Regions from separate parts of the Salmo salar genome. Here region 1 is linked to region 2. Evidence: chromatin contacts called from public Hi-C data. All regions are on one chromosome and are shown on one strand. The core of a region is the stretch at or near the end of the contact, and the rest is flanking DNA. Distances in the headings are between cores, read along the strand shown. Region 1 holds the start of LOC106568359 (zinc finger protein 180). Region 2 holds the start of LOC106568342 (solute carrier family 25 member 46).

What was found. Hi-C and Micro-C count contacts between places; a contact is called where the count stands out from the background.
Region 1: a Hi-C map of muscle shows a contact between it and region 2, with 8 times the contacts expected there. The contact joins the promoter of LOC106568359 here to the promoter of LOC106568342 in region 2. A contact is called at or near these places in 2 of 3 Hi-C or Micro-C datasets (blood and muscle).

What each region holds. Positions count from the first base shown.
Region 1 is chrssa13:98,424,689-98,428,060 of Ssal_v3.1, reverse strand. LOC106568359 (zinc finger protein 180) reads left to right here and starts at 1,617. Exons shown (of 2, transcript XM_014138638.2): 1 at 1,617-1,890. The coding sequence starts at 1,728.
Region 2 is chrssa13:97,827,196-97,830,541 of Ssal_v3.1, reverse strand. LOC106568342 (solute carrier family 25 member 46) reads right to left here and starts at 1,424. Exons shown (of 8, transcript XM_014138605.2): 1 at 945-1,424. The coding sequence starts at 1,194.

The DNA of each region.
Region 1 (3,372 bases), core at 368-2,867, 600 kb before region 2:
TACCGCCATCTACTGTACTGGAACATCCCTGCCTCACGCCCATGTACTGGAGTCCTAGCTTAAACATGTACCAATAGAAGTATAAAGTAGTGGGTTCCTGCAGATGCAGAAACGCACTGAATTGCGGCCTGCAGTTGCACCCTTCTCTTCAAGTTTGACACATCAGTTCGGCTAGCAAGAATAAGCAACACCAGTGGTGGAAAAAGTTCTCAAAAGTCATACTTGAGTAAAAGTAAAGATATCTTAATCGAAAATGACTCAAGTAAAAGTCAACCAGTAAAATACTACTTGTGTAAAAGTCTGAAAGTATTTGTTTTTTAATATACTTAAGTATCAAGTGAATGGAATTGCTTAAATGTACTTAAGTATCAAAAGTAAAAGTGTAAACCATTTAAAATTCCTTATATTAAGCAAACCAGACGGCACAATTTTCTTGTTTATTTTTTATTGATGGATAGTCAGGGGCACACTCCAACACTCAAACATAATTTACAAACGATGCATTTGTGTTTAGTGAGTCTGCCAGTTCAGAGGCAGAGGATGACCAGGGATGTTCTCTTGATAAGTTTGTGAATTGGACCATTTATCAAGTATTTTGGGGTGTCAGAGAAAATGTATGGAATAAAAATAACATTATTTCATTTAGGAATGTAGTGAAGTAAAAGTAGGCAACATTTTAAAAAGTAAAGTACAAGTACCCCAAAAAACGACTTAAGTAGGACTTTAAAGTTTTTTTACACAACTGACAACTGAGCAAGACCTAGAAAGAATAAATCCTCAGGGATTTTCCTTCAAAATATAAGTCCTACAATGAATTTGGTAAAAAAATGATTCAAACCTTCAAAATTGGTAACATTTTATGAGGAAATATAAGCAGACTTAGAATTGTGTTTAACAATATGAAAAAAGGAATAAAGTTAATCGCCTTTATAGCTAAAATATTATTACCACATTGACATTGTTAACAGCATTAAAAGTAATGATTACTAGATAGGTAACAGTAATACAAATAACAAAACATGAATGATAATATTAATAATAGTAATAACAATATGAATAATCATCCCATACTTAATTAGCCCATTCGTATTGCACAATGTTCAGGATGTTTTTCACATTGAACATACAAGTATTTACACCATTTGATGTACATTCTGTCGGAGTTAAAGTGGGGTCCATTCTACTCAGGAGCACTTTGAGTTTTTAAATCCACAGAGTTTACATCCATAGGAGTGTTGATGCTCATTTGGAAGCCCTTACAGAGTGGCCCATCAACTTAAAGAAAATATTGGATTTCAAATTGGACATGTATCGCTATTGCACCATACAAAATGATCTGTACGTTGTGTCACAGTAAAAGCTCCTCTGCGTGTAAACTCTGTGGATTTGGAAACTAGAAGTGCTCCTGAATAGAATGGATCCCATTTTGCTGTGTATGTACAATATGAAAAACGATTGGATTAAAGTGAACAAATAACAATATACATGATTCTTTGAATGATAATTAGTATCAAATATCGATAAGTGTACATTTTCCATAATTGTCGACCTAATTATTCATTTACAAAGTAAACAGGACGGGACTCTTATTCCGAAGGATTCCAAAAATCCATGAACCGGAAGTACTTATTTATTCTTGCCTGCTTCACAGCGGTAAATTTGACAACAAGTTCTAGCTAGCTACGTGTATTTCAGGAAGATCTTTTGACCCCGATAATCTTCAAACAATGACTAAATTACAATATCTGAATGTATATCTAACTGAGCGTTTGATGCAAGCTGCGGAGGAGATACTTGGAGTGGTCGGAGACACGATATCCGAGTACCAGGAAGAAATAACCCGGACAAAGAGAGAGAACCAATACCTGAAACGACACTTGATCACACCGGGTATGTAGCCATCTAGACTACTGTACTCTTATTTACACGTATTATCTAGACACGTATTGCATTGTATTCTACAGTATTTTACTCTGTAGGGCAGAGAGACGGTGAATACCTAACGTAGCAGGCGTAAAGAGACGCCTGGGCGGAGGTTAGCTTTTTTTTAGGGGAAACGGCCGTTAGGTTCAATACTGAAAACCGGAAACAACCGATTGATTGTATCTACTCGCGGAGAGTCGTCAATCCCAAACCACCCATACCAACGCGTTTAGAGGGCCCTCGGTGGCGAGGGGATCAATAAACCCATAAAGTTTGGGACACACTGGTGACTGAAATGCAATACATGTTACACTTTTAAATAGTAAAAACGAGCATTCAAATTAACACCCACACAGTCGTTTTACAATATTTCCCTTTTATTTTAAAAGGGAGTCCCATAACTCTCAAACCCTTCTCCATATCTAAGGTTTCCAGCTGTTACATTCCACCACAGTTGGCTCCACGTGAACTACATTTTACATTTTAGTCATTTAGCAGACGCTCTTATCCAGAGCGACTTACAGTAGTGAATGCATACATTTCATACATTATTTTTCTGTGCTGGCCGAACCCACAACCCTGGTGTTGCAAACACCATGCTCTACCAACTGAGCTACAGGGAAGGCTATATTTTTGGGTGTCAACAATTCCGAAGCTGTGTTTTATTGTTTAGAAACGCCAATCATCACTTTCAAACCAGTTTTCTAAACACATGCTGATATTCCCCATATCTTTCATATCAGCAATACATAATATTTCAAATAAAGAAACACTTACAGTAGCAGTTTTGCACAGATGCACAACCTGTGTGCTTCCTGTTGACGAACCACACTACATCCCCTGTTATGCTTACACACAGGTGTTTGTGTAATGCTAGATAGCTATTTATCACAGGTTGCGACCTATGTCTTATAATTAGGTACGCCTCCATTATTTTGTGTGAACTTGCACTACATGCCACGACAACTGCCATTGAGTGTACTTGTAAACAGTACAAAGCCAATTAGCATTACGTCACTACATGTCATACATTAGCTAGCTAGTACACACTCTTTAGGCCTACTCTACGCACTCAATGAACAGTTTTTTTTGCGAACAGTGTTTTGTTTGAGTAATATTATTAGACTAAGTTATGACTATCCAATCTACTTATCACAGGAATAGTAGGCTATTTTACATAAGTCTGACAGCCTGTGCCCAAGGAAGCGAAGGTAACCTGCCTAAATGATTACTGCCCCGTAGCACTAATGTCGGTAGCCATGAAGGCTGAAAAGCTGGTCATGGCTCACATCAACAGCATCCTCCCGGATACCGTAGTCCCACTCCAATTCGCATACCGCCCCAACAGATTCACAGATGACTCAATCTATATCGCACTCCACACTGCCCTTTCCCACCTGGACAAAAGGAACACCTATGTGAGAATGCTGTTCATTGACTACAGCTCAG
Region 2 (3,346 bases), core at 175-2,674:
TTGACCTAACTGTTTGTAAGCTTTTAAATGACATCAAACTCAACTGTTTATATTTTCCATTGAAGAAGACATGGATGTCTCATGGTATGGTATGCAAAATGGGTCCATTTTGAGCACGTTTATCTAAAAAGTCACTTTCTGACCACTTCTTCCATGGGCAAACATCAATGGAACGTTTTTAATCAAAAAGGGAATGCTGTCAAAAAGGGATTTAATTCAGGCTCATTTTGAGCCTGTAATTGAACCACCCTGTAGTGTGATTGACATCAATCAATGTTCATAAATGCATCTAAAAGCGCAAATACCCAGGAAAGCTAGTTTATAATATACAGTATGACTCTACCTACTTGAGAAATGCACCTACTGTAGGCCTACACTACACTCCCTCTCTCTCTGTAGGGTATTGTCTGAACCCATAAATGGTGGTCAGTCTGTTCAAATGCCATGTAGGTAATTCTGGACATGTTTGGATATGAGTTGGTTGGATTGTATCAGCGCAATAGTACATGCAATCAAGAACAGAGCCTCATAAAACAGTTTAAAAACAGAGATCTCGGCTTGGCCTACAGTAGTTTGTGCTCTCTTCAGTGTTTTTGTACTTTAATGTCATTGAATCCCTATCCTGCACAGGAATCATTTATATGAATGGTAACTGATTGTAAACATGGATTTCAGGGCGAAGTCAAAGAAAGTTAAACGTATTTTTCTGGTACCAAGACACGTAACGTTACGCTAAAGTTGAAGTATGTCGCATAAGTTACTGTCGGTAATGTAAAGTCCAAATTGTTGACACTGACTCTACTATTCTCAGGCCTAGCTAGCTAGCTTGTTGAAAGTTCAGTGATTTCACACTCAAACACTCATGAATGACACAGTGACGATTTCGTGTCGTCGACATTGTTATGAATGAAAATGGTAAGCGTTGCTGAAATGATGTCCCCTACCGGATGGAGGAGCCGTGGGCAGAGCATCTTCAGCACCAGGTGCTGCAGGGGCCGCCTCAAATTGGGGCGTGCGTTCACCAAAATGTAAATTTCGGCTACCTGGAATATCTGGCGGTGTTGTTACCCAATTCTGCAGGTCCACACTAGAGGAATTATTAAATGACCTCCCACTGTAGCCCCCACTATAAGCAGGATCATCTCTACCTCTGTAACCTAAGCCATCAAAATTGTCCGGTCGCCGAGAAGTCATCCTGCACGAGAGCTAAATAGGAGTGACAGCTCTTTTGATATCACGACTAGTCAAATAAATATGTGTAACTATACCACTTTTTAAATCTACGAGAAACACATTGAAAATTAACCACAGTATAACACCAATTTAGACTGCTAGCAAGCTAGCCACCCTAAATTACTTCGTTAGATACGCTTGCTAGCGAGCAAAACAACAACACGAATGAACTGTCAGCCGATCATATCAGCGGCTCGTCAGAAACACTGAAAGGTACATCCTGGTCATGGAATTTTGAAGTTTGTCAAAATAAAAGTCCCCCACGTAATAGTAGAACCGTGTAAATAACCTGTATTTATTCATGATATATGAAACGTAATTAGCTAAACATTAACAATGAATCTTATTTATTCATATTTAAGTGACATTTGCACTAAATGTCGGTTTTAAAACATGTTCCAAGTTCAAATGAATGGCCACAATGCGAATCACTGTATATGGAATACATATAGGCTTATACAGCAAAAAACTATTCTGGGTGCCACAGTAAAGGTGTTGTAGGGAATACTCAGTAGGGTCTGTAGAATGTATATATGGTGTCATTTCATGGGGCTCTCAATGATACAGAGTATTTCATATACAGTGATTCATATTGTGGCCAATGGAATGTATGGAGTAAAAGTCCAGCAACACTCTGCATTATTCAAAGTCCCATGAAATGACACTACATATAGATTCTACAAACCCTACTGAGTATTCCCAACAACACTTTTACATCGGCACATAGAAACGTTTTTTCTATATAAAACAATATGTAACGTATAGGCCTACAGTGCAATCTTAAAATTTTATTTAACTAGACAAGTCAGTTAAGAACAAATTCTTACTTACAATGACAGCCTACCCCAGACAATGCTAGGCCAGTTGTGTGATTCCCTATGGGACTCACATTCACAGCCAGATGTGATTCAGCCTGGAATTGAACCAGGGACTGTAGTGATGCCTCTTGCACTGAGTTATAGTGCCTTAGAATGCTGCGCCACTCGGGAGCCCTGCATTGGGACCAATGGAATGGGTGGAGTAGAAAGGGCTGCTGGGTAGACCACAGTCATCCAAGAAATAACACCATATATAGATTCCATTGCAAGATCAGTCGGGTCTGTAGAATATTATTTTCTTTACATTAATTTACTTAAGCTCCAGCCATTTCTCAATGTGCTCCACCTTATAATAAAATGTATCTTATATAAAGTAGTAATTATCTTTAGTTTAGATATTTCCCCGATGTAGTTATAATTTTGTAACATTATTTTAACATTATGCCCTATGCAAAGCTGCAATTTATTTTGATATTGTATCATACACATAGCGTTTTACTTTTATTTTGAAGGCAAAATCAGAAAACCGGAAGTGTTAATGTTGCTCCCGGGACACTAACGCTGCTGCCGTGACGCTAATGCCGATCAACTGGAAGTTGTTTCCTTCTCTTCCGCATCCAAACTGCATTGTGGGACATGTTGTTTCTTGTTGTACTTATTTGACCTAGCCGCCTTGCGTCCATGGAAACAGCAAACAAACGAGACTGGTGTGCAAGAGATGAGGGCGAACAATCCATAGATGTTAAATGGAGGCGAGGGAAACAGGTGTCTATACAATTATGAAAGCTGCCAATGTGATAATTGTATATTTACAAAGCTGTGCAAGATGCCTATAATTAAAGTTCCAGTTGTCCATATTGTGGGTATAATTTCCCATCCACACAAAGACGATTTGCAAAATAAGGTCAAGAAATAACCCTCTCAATCAATTCAAATGATACCTGGTAAGGACTGAGTTCGATGCACTGTCCCTTCTTTTTAATCTAGTATATTCAAGTAAAGTATAGCCTGTATGTGTGTAGAGATCTGGACCTTCATGGTACAGGTGGTAGTGATTTGCCCATTAACGTCAGGGTTGCTGGTTCAAGCTCTGTTCTGTCTGTTTCTCATCGGGATTGCTAGACTTCGATCAGTGGTGTGCGACGTTGCAAATAAGATAGACTCAGGGAACTCAATTTAGGCTACTGACACATTAAAATATGCTCTCCCACTGAGCACAGTCATTCATTCAGTGTCTTTTCTACGTGGTTTGACCTAATTTCGTTGAAAAACGTGGAAACAATGTTGATTCAACC